Linked DNA regions of Ovis aries: region 1 is linked to region 2. Evidence: chromatin contacts called from public Hi-C data. All regions are on one chromosome and are shown on one strand. The core of a region is the stretch at or near the end of the contact, and the rest is flanking DNA. Distances in the headings are between cores, read along the strand shown.

Evidence for each region. A called contact is a pair of places that touch in the nucleus more often than the background predicts.
Region 1: a Hi-C map of hypothalamus shows a contact between it and region 2, with 4 times the contacts expected there. The contact joins the enhancer-like site here to the promoter of TNKS2 in region 2. A contact is called at or near these places in 2 of 16 Hi-C or Micro-C datasets (hypothalamus and muscle).

Annotation. Positions count from the first base shown.
Region 1 is chr22:13,226,767-13,232,930 of ARS-UI_Ramb_v3.0, forward strand. FGFBP3 (fibroblast growth factor binding protein 3) reads right to left here. Exons shown (of 2, transcript XM_027960225.3): 2 at 4,985-6,164. Among named protein-coding and RNA genes, the nearest start is that of FGFBP3, 19 kb to the right of the region's middle. Within about 2 kb of position 2,930, at least 31 of the 54 cell types and tissues checked have an H3K27ac peak or open chromatin away from gene starts, as enhancers often do. A contact at or near this core is called in hypothalamus, where this site is marked.
Region 2 is chr22:13,142,599-13,148,729 of ARS-UI_Ramb_v3.0, forward strand. It overlaps TNKS2 (tankyrase 2), which reads left to right and starts at 2,067. Exons shown (of 27, transcript XM_027960494.3): 1 at 2,067-2,536. The coding sequence starts at 2,338.

The sequences.
Region 1 (6,164 bases), core at 1,680-4,179, 85 kb after region 2:
TTTAAAATCCAAAATCCAGTAAAATTTCATGTTTTGCGTTTGCTTTTTCTTTTTACAGTAATTATGTTATACAGTTATTATTTTCAACCTCCCTGGCATATTTCTGCAGTTTAAATTTGTGCACTGTGCCCAACAATGCACTGTGGATATTGACCATAGTTCTGTATGCTCTGCGGTAGGGCCTTGTTGTTTATCCATATTACACTTTATTTTTTAATCCCTTAGATCACTGAGAATGAATTACTAGTCAAGATTGTGAGAGAAAATATCAAATGGAACTCATAGCAGGAAAAAAACTGAAGGAAAAAAGGAAATAGAACATTTTCAGAGCGATCTTTTTATTTTTTTAAACCCTAAACTGTAGGTTAAGACCATACAGAATGTGAAAAAATATATATATAAATTCTTTAATGAATATTTCACTAAGTGCAGAAGTAGTGACTAATCAAACCAATTAAAAGTTTTAAAGAATTATCCCCTTTAAATCACAAATCAAAACCTCAAATGCTATTTTGGACTACTACCTGATAAAGAAAATTGCATCCATGAAGTCAGCAAGCTAGATGAAAAAGAGGAGACCCCTGGAACTTTTGGGGTTGTAAGGGAGTAAGGATCCTTGAAAATGACAATTACATCTTTCCAGCATGAAGATGTTCCTTGCATTACATTTTTTAAACTTAATTTTTTAAAAAGTATTATCTTGGCATGGCATGTAAGGTCTTAGTTACCCAACCAGGGATTGAACCTGCACCCCTTGCATTGGAAGCACAGGGTCTTAACTCCTGGACCACCAAGAAAGTTCCTTTTTGTTTTGTTTTGTATTAGCCCTGCTATTTGGCATGTGGAAATCTTAGTTCCCCAGTCAGGAATCAAACCTGTGTCCCTGCAGTGGAAGGACAGTCTTAACCACTGGACCACCAGGAAAGTCCCACATATATGTGAATTTATTTTCTTTGATATTTACCAACTTTCAATCATATAAAAATTATAGTTTTCATATGTATATATTAAAAATTTTTGTTGTTCAAAGGTATAGTTGAGACAGGAGGATAGGCTATTTACTAGCTTGTGTCATGATAATTTACTATTCAGACATACAGTAAGTGGGCTTCCCTCCACTGGAACTCCTGCTCCAGACTCTACAACTGTTGGAGGAGGACCTAAAGAAGGAAATGCTACTTGGTGTGATGTCTCTGCCTAAATAATCCTCGTATTCCCATCCCTGTTTTCACAGCTCTGAGAACCAATTCCTTACCCCCCGTAGCCTCCCCTGGCACATTTCCAAAGAAACTCTAGTGGGACAGACCTTCCTTCAGATGTGCTTCTGGGTTTAGCACAGCCTACCACTCCCTGGGGACCTAGCAGGCCCCTTTTCCTGGGGGTTAAGTGGGAAGTCAGTTTGAGCAAAACCACACAGTGCAGGGTGCCTTTGATCCCCACCAGCTGTTCACCTGGGAGGTTAATAGGCAACCATTGTTCCCCAACACATGCTGGGTTCAGACTTGGGAACAGGCCACCAACGCAAGTTCACAAACTCATTAACCCTTCTCACTCTTAGAACTGAGCTCTCACTTTCAGTATTTAACAAGGACCAGGAAAGACTATGAATTTCAATTAGGATCTAATGGCAAACTTTGAGATTAAACAATAGAATGACAAACAAAGAAACTTTTATGCTATTGATACAGAATTTTGTGAACCGGCATTCATTACCAAAATAACACACCAGTCCTGGAAATGGCAACCCACTCCAGTATCCTTGCCTGGAGAATCCCAGGGACGGAGGAGCTTGGTGGGCTGCCATCTATGGGGTTGCACAGAGTTGGACACGACTGAAGCGACTTAACAGCAGCAGCAGCAGCCTGTCTAAATGGTTATGTCTAAGTTATTTTCAAAATTCAAGAAAATCATTGACATTAAACTATAGTTATTATTTAAACGGCAAATGAAACGTTATGGCTATTAAAAGAGAAGGCCTCCTCTACTATTTTGAACAAATTTATCATTAAACAGTAGCCAGATTTTGAGGGTGCAGTCCAATGCCGCTGCTGGCCACTTCCAGCCCCTGCCCTGTTACATGCTACCAGCTGGTCCCATGAGGCTAATTATCCCTCCTGCAAATAACTTCAGCTCTCCCAACTTCAGTCCGCCCCCAGCCTTCCTAAGCCAGCCAACCTGCTTTCAGGCAAGCATGCTGTCATCTTGCACTGAGGTCCTCCTTCATTCTCAGTGACTCACTCGAAGTTTTTATAACGATGTAGGTGCCAGCCATTCACAGTTACTCAAAATGATTTCACCCTCCAGATTTTACTGAGGGTTTATGTTGTGGATTTTAACAGGGCTTTGCAGGAATATCCAAAGCCATCTAAGAAGCTGGTTGCCTACCCACATGGTAGAGACTGTTGGTGTGAGCTCAGGAATAAAAGATGTGACTGTCCTAACCAGCTTCCTCCTCTGAGGCACACTGCAGCAATAAGTTTTGAAAGTACTCCAATCCTCTGTGTGTGTGTATTCTGTTGTGTTGTATGTTCTTTTGCTTTGCATTTTTAAATAAAATTGAGAGCCCTCCCAAGCCTTGAGCAGTAATCAGAAGGGAGGAAAGAGAGAAGGTAAAGAGCTGCCTCTAAATGCTGGAAAATATTTCACCCTGTGACACTCCCAAGGAGTACTGACACTTGATTAAATGTAAACTGTGACCCCTCACCCTTCTGGGGATCCCACACTAGTCATCTTCCCTTCAACCTCTCTACCTACATCTTAAAATCAATGCACAAGGGCCCTCTCCCTGTCTCCATGTGGAGAAGAATCGTCCTCATTGTGATCATTATGCGTGGGAACAAGAGAACATACGGATCAAGCCAGGATCACATGACCGCCCAGCTCAAAGGCGGCAACTGTCAACTGAAGTGCTGGTTGGTAGTTTCTGGCCTTTTATGGAGAGTCTCTGTGGTTACCTAGAAACCATGCCCTCACGTCATTTACACTGTTTCGCACTGTGCTGCTGACAGCCCTTTGGGAGATTCTGTATTTAGCCATTTCAAGCTGCGCCCTTAATGAAAGCATTCTTTTCTCTTCCTCTCTGAAACATACAACCCTGCACCCGTCCAGTCCCCAGATTCATTTTGGTTTTCCTTTGGAACTTTAGAATCAGTCTACGTAGTTCTCACACCACAAAATCCTTTTGGCATTTTGTTGTTACCATGTTTAAATGTGTAGATTAGTTGACATTTTTTAAATATTAAGCCTTCTTTAATAATAGTCATAATCACAATCCATATATGTTTTAATTTACTCAGGTCTTTCTGTTCTGCCCTCAAGTGTATTTCTGTGTTCTACATGTAGTTTTTGCATATTTTTTCATTGAGTTTATTCTTTGGTATTTTACCTTGTGTGTGTGTGTTAGTCACTTAATCATGTCCAGCTCTTTGCAACCCCCCAGGCTACTCTGCCCATGGGATTCTCCAGGCAAGAATACTGGAGTGGGTTGCCATTTCCTTCTCCAGGGGATCTTCCCAACCCAGAGACTGAACCCAAGTCTCCTGTACTGCAGGCAGATTCTTCACTGTCTGAGCCACCAAGGAAGCCCAAGGTATTTTGCCTTGGCTAGTCGGAGAAAGCAATGGCACCCCACTCCAGTACTCTTGCGTGGAAAATCCCATGGACAGAGGAGCCTGGTGGGCTCTAGTCCATGGGGTCTTGAAGAGTCGGACAGGACTGAGCGACTTCACTTTCACTTTTCACTTTCATGCATTGGAGAAGGAAATGGCAACCCAGTCCAGTGTTCTTGCCTGGAGAATCCCAGGGATGGGGGAGCCTCGTGGGCTGCCGTTTGTGGGGTCGCACAGAGTCAGACGCGACTGAAGCAACTTAGCAGCAGCAGTCATTATTAGTGGCACTTTACATTATCTTAGTTCTGCTGTTGTCTGTATATAATGACGGCTGAATAATTTTAATATGGTTGAAGCAGCTGTCTTGCTTTACAAAGGGGAAAGGAGAGCTCTGGATCCTGTTTTAACAATTGAAATGGGGAAGAGTTTGAATGTGGTGAGTCACAGGTCACAGGAGAGACGAACTTGAGGTAAGTTCATCAAAGCTCTGAAGTCCATAAGCATCCGGTGGGAAGTAAGAACTGCTCTTTGAAGTTGTAAGAGAGCCATGGAGCTGGGAGGGCAGCTGTGGTCCCCAAGCCTCCAAAAGCAGAAACATTCTCATCTCCTTTCAAGTCGTTGTCATTGAAAGACATCTCATCAATCTCAATGTTTTGCCAACTATGTGAAGAATGTACAGAACAGGTAAAAGTTTACATTTTCTAGGGGCTGTTCAAGGAGGGAGAAGCTCAGGAGATATTCAGTATCGGTCAGATTGTTGCATTTACAATTGTTCTTCTCACAATTAGGTCAGCCAAAAACCCTTCTATCTGATGGTGGCTCAAATGTCTCAGAGGTTGAGCCCTATAATATAAATGAATAAAGTCAACTGAGACGATGTGCAGGAGCAGTGGAAAAACTCAGGAAAATATATCTAAGTGCTTCCCTGGTGGTCCAGTGGTTAAGAATCCACCTAGCAATGCAAGGGACACCAGGTTTGATCACTGGTCTGGAAAGATCCCACATGCTGCAGAGCAGCTAAGCCCAGGTGCCACAACTACTGAGCCCTTGTTCTAGAGCCTGGGAGCCAAAACTATTGAGCCCACTTGCAGCAACTACTGAAGCCCACACTCCTGCAGCCCAGAGCCCCTGCTCTGCAACAAGAGAAGGCACTACAGTAAGAAGCCCTTGAACCACAATGAAAAGTAGCCCCTGCTAGGCACAACTAGAGATGTGGGCAGCAACGAAGATCCCCACAGGCAAAAGTAATGAAATAAATAAATCTTAAGGAAAGTATATCTAATGTAAAGAGGGCAGCCAACTTCAGCATCATGTTGCCATGTAGAAAGGTGTGTCGAATGTTGTCAGATCTAATTTTACACAAGAATTCAAACATCTGGCTTTTTATATGAAATTATTTAATTTTCAATGCTGGCAACAAATCCCAATTGGGAGGAAGGGAGGAAGAGCAAAAAAAATGCTATAACTACATGTAGGGCAAACAGAGAAATGATAGGGCCCAGGTTTGCCAGTTTGTGATTTTTCCCTTATGCAGACTTCTTACTTCTTGTCTTCCCCCAGCAATTCAAGATATTTTTAGGAACTTCAACGTTTAGTCAGAACTAGATCAAATGCAATCAAAATTTCCATTGTCCTGCCAGTTCTTTAAATCTAGCCATACAATTTCTACTGAGCACCTAATGTGTGCAAAGTCTATTATTACATCTTATTTAAAATGGAATATGTTAACAATTACATGAAACAGATATGACTGCCATTCTGAGATGTGTGCTTACATTTTAGCTGTTTTTAAAAACACGATCAAACAAAAGAGAATTGTTTTTTAAAACCAACTTCTATAATTCACTTCTGAATTTGGAAGGTTAATGGGGAAGTTTCAGAATACCAGGCATCACTCTGTTTAAAAGCAATACTTCTAAAATAATTCAGAGGCAAATCATCTCGAAAATCTTTTCACCGGAGTCAAGTTTGAGCTCCCATTGGCTTTGATCCCTATAGGGATCATCTATGACTGGAGACAGCACCCAAGTTCATTCTAATTCCTAAAGAGAGAAAAAGTTGGTAACGTTTTCAGTCGAGTAGATGAGTACATGAGAAGACACTGAAAATCAGTCTGGCTCAGGTTATCAATTGTAATGTAAATGTGTTAAATAGTGTACGTTGTATCCTGCTTCCCACAGGAGTCACAGCATTTTAGTCACTTTTTCCCACTTCCTTTTTTCAGCGTCTCTCTGTACCCATATTTCTCCCCAGTCTACAGTTTTTGCACATTTAAGGTATGCCTACTTACGTCTGTTTTCGCTGTTTCTTCTGCTCTTAATCAGGCTCGACTCAATAGTTTTTAACTTCTCTGCTGTCTCAGGGACTGTCCATACCCTTTACATTCCCATCCCAAGCCCCCCACCCCCACCCCCACCTCCACTCTACCCCCAGTCCCCTTCTAGAACCGGTACTCTTCACCCACTCTCCTGCATCTCCTGGCCTAGGATGCCCTTAGTTTTCCCTCCCTGGCTGGGCATAGACCCTCCCTCCCTCGCCCCCCACCCCTCTTCCCCA
Region 2 (6,131 bases), core at 817-3,316:
CTTTTGTTTTATATACATGAGCATGTTTACTGGTTGAATACAGCAATCACCTTTCTTATGCTATGAATAGTGTTCAGAAAGTTCAAACACTTCTCATTTTGCACGTATGCACCAGGAGAATGTATACAAATGTTTGCAGCAGTACTTTAGAACAAAACTTGGAAACAAATCAAATAACCAGTAGACTTGTAAGTCTGTGGTATACTCACAAGACAACTCTATAAAACAATAATGACTGCTTGAGACTTACAAGCATCACAAGTGAAGAAAGACCTCACAGACTGATACTTTCAGAAAGCTCAAGAACAAGTAAAGGTGAACAATATGCTGCTGAGGAATACACACATAGTAAGGGATTAATAACTACAAATTAATAATTAGAGAATAAGAAAATTAGGGAATACACTTGGTAAGTAGATGATGGCACCCCACTCCAGTACTCTTGCCTGGAAAATCCCATGGACGGAGGAGCCTGGTAGGCTGCAGTCCAAGGGGTCGCTAAGAGTCAGACACGACTGAGCGACTTCACTTTCACTTTTCACTTTCATGCACTGGAGAAGGAAATGGCAACCCACTCCAGTGTTCTTGCCTGGAGAATCCCAGGAACTGGGGAGCCTGGTGGGAGGCCGTCTATGGGGGTCATACAGAGTCAGACACGACTGAAGTGACTTAGCAGCAGCAGCAGCAGCAAGTAGATGAAACATGGAAGAAAAATGATAGATTCAATACCATTGGTGGTGTACCAGTTCTTTAGGCGGATTCACAGATACTTATCATTATGCAGCATATTTTAAATCTATACTTATCGTGTGCATATATAATTATGTAATTTACACATTTATAAAAATGCCCCCAACCACGTAAAGCCTCTACCTTTTAGCACAATAGTGAGTTGATGATCCCAAACAAACGAACAAACACTGAATTTGAAAAAAAAAAAAAAGGTTAAGAAGTTAAGACAACACAGGCAGGAGGCAAGCTGGGGAAGATGCTTGTCTGCATGCCAAGGGTCACATGTACCCGTTTAGGTAACCATTTGTTGTTGTTCAGTTGCTAAGCCCTGTCCAACTCTGTGCAACCCCAGGACTTCAGCATGACAGGCTCCTCTGTCCTCCACTATTTCTGAAGTTTGCTCAAACTCATGTCCATTGAGTTGGTGATGCTATCTATCACATCTTCTGCCGCCACCTTATCCTTTTGCTTCAATTTTTCCCAGCTTCAGGGTCTTTTCCACATGTATGTAACCATAGTTTTAAACAGTTTCTTAAGACCAGGGCATAGGTTAGGAAATGATCATGAACAGCTGTTATCACTCACTACCTTAGGCGTGAGAGTTAATTATGTGCTTTTCTTGCTTTCACGGCAAAAAGAAATCACAATTCATTAAACTTTGTCAGCGATGTGTATACCCAGTATATCCACACTTCAGCCAAGTCAGCATAATATATAGACTCGTGATGGGTCCTTTAGTCCTAAGCTATTAACTATGGAAAGAGTAATTCATGTAAGCCATACCTCTCAATTATTTAGAATTGGAACAAACTTTCAGTGCTTTCCTAATTTTCTTCACATTATCTTGGGGCAACTCATCCAAACTTCCCATCAAGCAACTCATTCATTTCTGAGAAGTGGCTCACAGAAAACAAAACGGCAGTTGCGGGGAAGGGAAGAGACAGTGGCAGGGAGAAACCTCCAGGACAAAGGGGTTGTGGGAGCTGAAAACATGGAAAATGTCCACAGTAAGAAGTCCAAAATAACATCCAAAATTGGGGGGAAACGCTCAAAGGTTCTTTTCTGTGCAATAAGGAAATTCAGATTAAGAAATCCATTTTTTAATAAAGACATTAAGCAAAACATTCAACTTCAGCAAAACCCACCACAAAGATGGCGATGGGACGAAGCCCCTACTCCACCCGCGGCCAGCGGCGCTCGCCTCACATTTCCCACAAACCCCTCGGCGCGGCCCGCTGGCCAAAACCTGGCCGGCCTGCCTACCACCACCGCGCACGCGCGGCGCGACGTCACGTGCGCTCCCAGGGCTCAGCGGAGCTGGCGGGAGGGGCCTTGCCAGTTTCCGCCGCCGCGTCGCTTCTGAGCTCGAGCGGCGGGTTCTCGGTGCCTCCGCCGCGGCGGAGCAGTCGGGGGTCGCGAGGCCGATCGAGGGATGCGAGGTGGCGCGGCCATGGGACTGCGCCGAGCCCGGTGACAGCAGGGAGCCGAGAGGCCCGGGCCCTGAGCGCGTCTCCTCCGGGGAGCCTCGCCCTCCTGCTCGCGGGGCCGGGGCTCCTGCTGCCGTTGCTGGCGCTGCTGCTGGCGGCGGCGGCGGCGGCCAGAATAATGTCGGGCCGCCGCTGCGCCGGCGGGGGCGCGGCCTGCGCGGGCGCGGCGGCCGAGGCAGTGGAGCCGGCCGCCCGCGAGCTGTTCGAGGCTTGCCGCAACGGGGACGTGGAGCGAGTTAAGAGGCTGGTGACGCCCGAGAAGGTGAACAGCCGCGACACGGCGGGCAGGAAGTCCACCCCGCTCCACTTCGCCGCAGGTAAGCGGGACCAGCGCCGCCTTGCCTCGCCCAGACCCCACCTGCGCACCCGGGTTTGCAGGCCCGAAACCAGACACTGCACCTCTCCCCCCCGGCCTTTCCCCCTGGGACTCCGGTCCCGGTTCTCTTGATGTCGTCGAATGGGAGGTGAGCAGTTCCCTAGGGTTTAGGGGGTGAGTGTGCCACAGTCACTGGAAGTTGTTATTGTTTGTTTGGGTTTTTTTGCTTTGTTTTGTTTCGACAATACCTGTACCCACTTCCGGTCTTAGAACCCTAAAAGGCCTCTCTACAGGCTAGAAGGAGCAGGGGACGAGGTAAACCTTGTGAATTTTAAAGGCCAGTTATCTCCCAAACCTATCTTTCTTGCACTTTCCACTATAACTCTTAAAAGTCCTTTGTGTTACGTTCTTGAGGCTTTTGTCAAAGGCAGGGATGTAATTTAGGAGGATCAGCTTAATGGCCCATTGACACATTAGCATTAATGGGTTTACGTGGGTAGCACTCATTGGCAAGTTTCTGGAGACGGACTGGAAATAGTCAAGTTTGGAAGAACTGAGGTCTGACTTAGGCTGGGTGCGGGATGCGTGAGGGTAGTCTCTGCCAGACACAAGTTGGGATGGAAAGTAGTATAATGCCAGCAAAGATGGTGCAGGGACTCTAGCTTGGGTCTAGATTTTAAATCGGAAGTAATCTCGCCTCATCCTGAGATTTAGATCGTTTGAATTACACACATACACACATATTTTTATATATGTTTACTAGGTTCATTTTATGATAGGTGTATTAAGTTTAATTGAAGAATATAAAAACTAGAGATGGGACACAGCTTATTTCTATGAAGCATTTATACTTTTCTCTTGGTAGGATTGTGATTGCACTCTGGAATGATGAGCCGAGAAACATAAGAAAGATTTCCTTGTTCACAAGCATTGCTTTTACGCTTTCAGTGGGAAATGTGTTCATCTTAACCTGTACCTGATTTAGAATGTAAACATTACTGGGTTCTCCGTCAATTACAAATTTGTTGGGTTCCCATTGAGGAGCTTTGGAGAAGGTTTGGAGGACCGTTGGTGGGAGAACTAGAAACAGCCTGTGGGCAGTGGAAAGGGATGACAAGAATACTAAAGTCTTATCTCACGTTTAGCTAGTTTTGCCTAAAATTTTGATGATCACCGCTGTCTCTGACTTGAATTGTCCTGCTTGTCCGTGTAGTCAACATTTAAGCAACTGATTTGGGAAACTGTCATAACCAACTGATACATAATCCAAAGGGTAGTGTTACTCAGATTCTGTTTGCTTGATCTGTGGGATAAAAATAACCAAAGAAGATCTTAGTTGCTACCTTTCAAGAATTTGTTGTATTAATGAGTTCATATCTGAAAATAGTAATATTTAGAGACTTAAGGTTATGGATTAGCTTCCTATTGACCTTGTTCCTCCCAGCCATCCCACCGTGAGCTCTGTCCCAACATCAAAGCACTTTTTACCAAACTGAAGTGGAAAACTTTGTGGTTTGTTCAAACTGAAATGGAAAACTTATTTTAGGAATCAGTTACGCCTCACAATTTACCCAAATTATCAGGTACAGGTTATAAGATTAAGAATTTGAGATATAAAAGTAATAAAAATTACTAATAGTCTATATTAAACCAGAGTTTTAAAGCTCTGCATTTAAACCCAGGTGTATAAGAAATTTTAATTAACTCTGTAAATTCAATCTGAGTTATTACTTAAGATTAATGAGAGAGAACCTTGCTCAAATTTTTAAATAAATGCATCCAGCTGCATTTTTTCTTAATATGTGGAGAATATATTTCATAAACTCTTTGTAGGTAGTGAGTTATTAGTTATGTTAACATGCACGTCAGCATGTCATTGGAAGTTCAGTGTGGGTGGGATTATGTAACAGCCTGACGGAGCAGTGTCCTGTGTTTGTACATTATAGGGTAAGCTGTAGGGGAACATTTTTTTTTTTTAAGCCAATTAAAACTTGGACATTTTATGGGAGGTGGGTAGGTATGATTTTGTCTTTTTGTTTCAGTTCCAAGGAACAGGAATGAGAGATCGGTGCAAAGGAAAATGAATCACGATAGAACAGTTTAGAAAATTTGGTCTGTATTTTCATCTAAAATATTTAGTGCAGTTAAAGAATAATTGCTAGCCCTAAAGGAGTTAAGTTCTTGTGTCAAATGGAAAAAATAATCAGATAAACAGTAACTTTTATATTATCAGACTAGATTCCATTTCTTAAGTATGCTTCAAGAAGTCACTGCTTGTCAGAAGTTTCCTCTTCAATCCCCCTGCCACCAGCCCCTTACCTATCCCCTCCCCTCCACACACACACAGGATGTGAATGAGTTTTTTGTGACATATTACAAAACTTGTAGAGGCAAGTTGGTGGTAGGAAAGCTGCAGCTCTAATTTTGCTAAAAGCAGTAACATCTGAAATTCTTGACAGTATAATCCCCTAGAAAACAAGCAGGTTTCAGTAAAGGAGATTGCGTCTCTGAACTTGCTTCTGAAAAAATGAAGAGGGCCAGAATCTTTGGGAGAAGGTCATCTTTTTGTCCATCATAGCCAAAGAAAGAAATACACAGCATTCTCAAGAATCTTAGAACAGAACAGAATTTTCTGGCTTGAGAATCTTAAATATGTTTTAAGATGTGCAGAGAATTGTTCAATGGAAAAAAAATGTAAAATAACATTCAGTTCAAAGAATTCAGGTATAGAGATGGTAGAAAGAGATGATATATATGTATGGATATAGTTGTAGTTGGAGAAGACAAGTTGAAAAATAACTTGCATTGTTAGAGTTCTAGTTAAACAAAGTAAGTTTTGTTTTGTACTTAGTATGTTACTTTTCTGTATTTATAGTATGCTACTCAGCCATGTACTTTGGGCTAGTCAGACTTCAGTTGCTACATTCAATTATGTATAAAGTATGCATATGAATTGCATATAAGGTTTCCCACTCCCCCACACCAAGTGTGAACTAGAGCACCTGGAATTTATTTTACAATCAGAAACCTACTTATTCTAGAGAGAAAAGAAGACTAAGGCTAAACAATGTTGCTATCCACATATGTGGAAGAAGTCAAGTAGACAAAGTGAGGATATGACTTGTGTGGCCTTTGCAGTCAAAGCTAGGGGCTAGTAGGTGAAAGGTTACAAGGAGTCAGACTGCCTTTAACAATCTACTGAACTGTGGGATTGTCTGGGAGCCTCCTTACAGTGGTTGAATTGGGCCCTTTGAGAGGTGTGGAAAGGATTTCTGTCTAGGGAAGGCAATTGGACTGGTAGGTCAGAATCTGACTTGTATAAGAAAGTGAGATGATTTCTCCAGTTGAAGATGTTAATAACTTAGCTGCCAAGGGGCTTCCCTGGTGGTTCAGATGGTAAAGAATCCGCCTGCAATGCAGGAGACTCAGGTTCAATCCCTGGCGGGGGAAGATCCTCTGGAGAAGGGAACAGCTACACACTGCAGTATTCTTGCCTGGAAAATTCTGTGGACAGAGGAGCCTGGCAGGCTACAGTCCATGGGGTTGTAGAGTCAGACACACTGAGCAACTGACACTTTTACTTTCAGCTGCGAAAG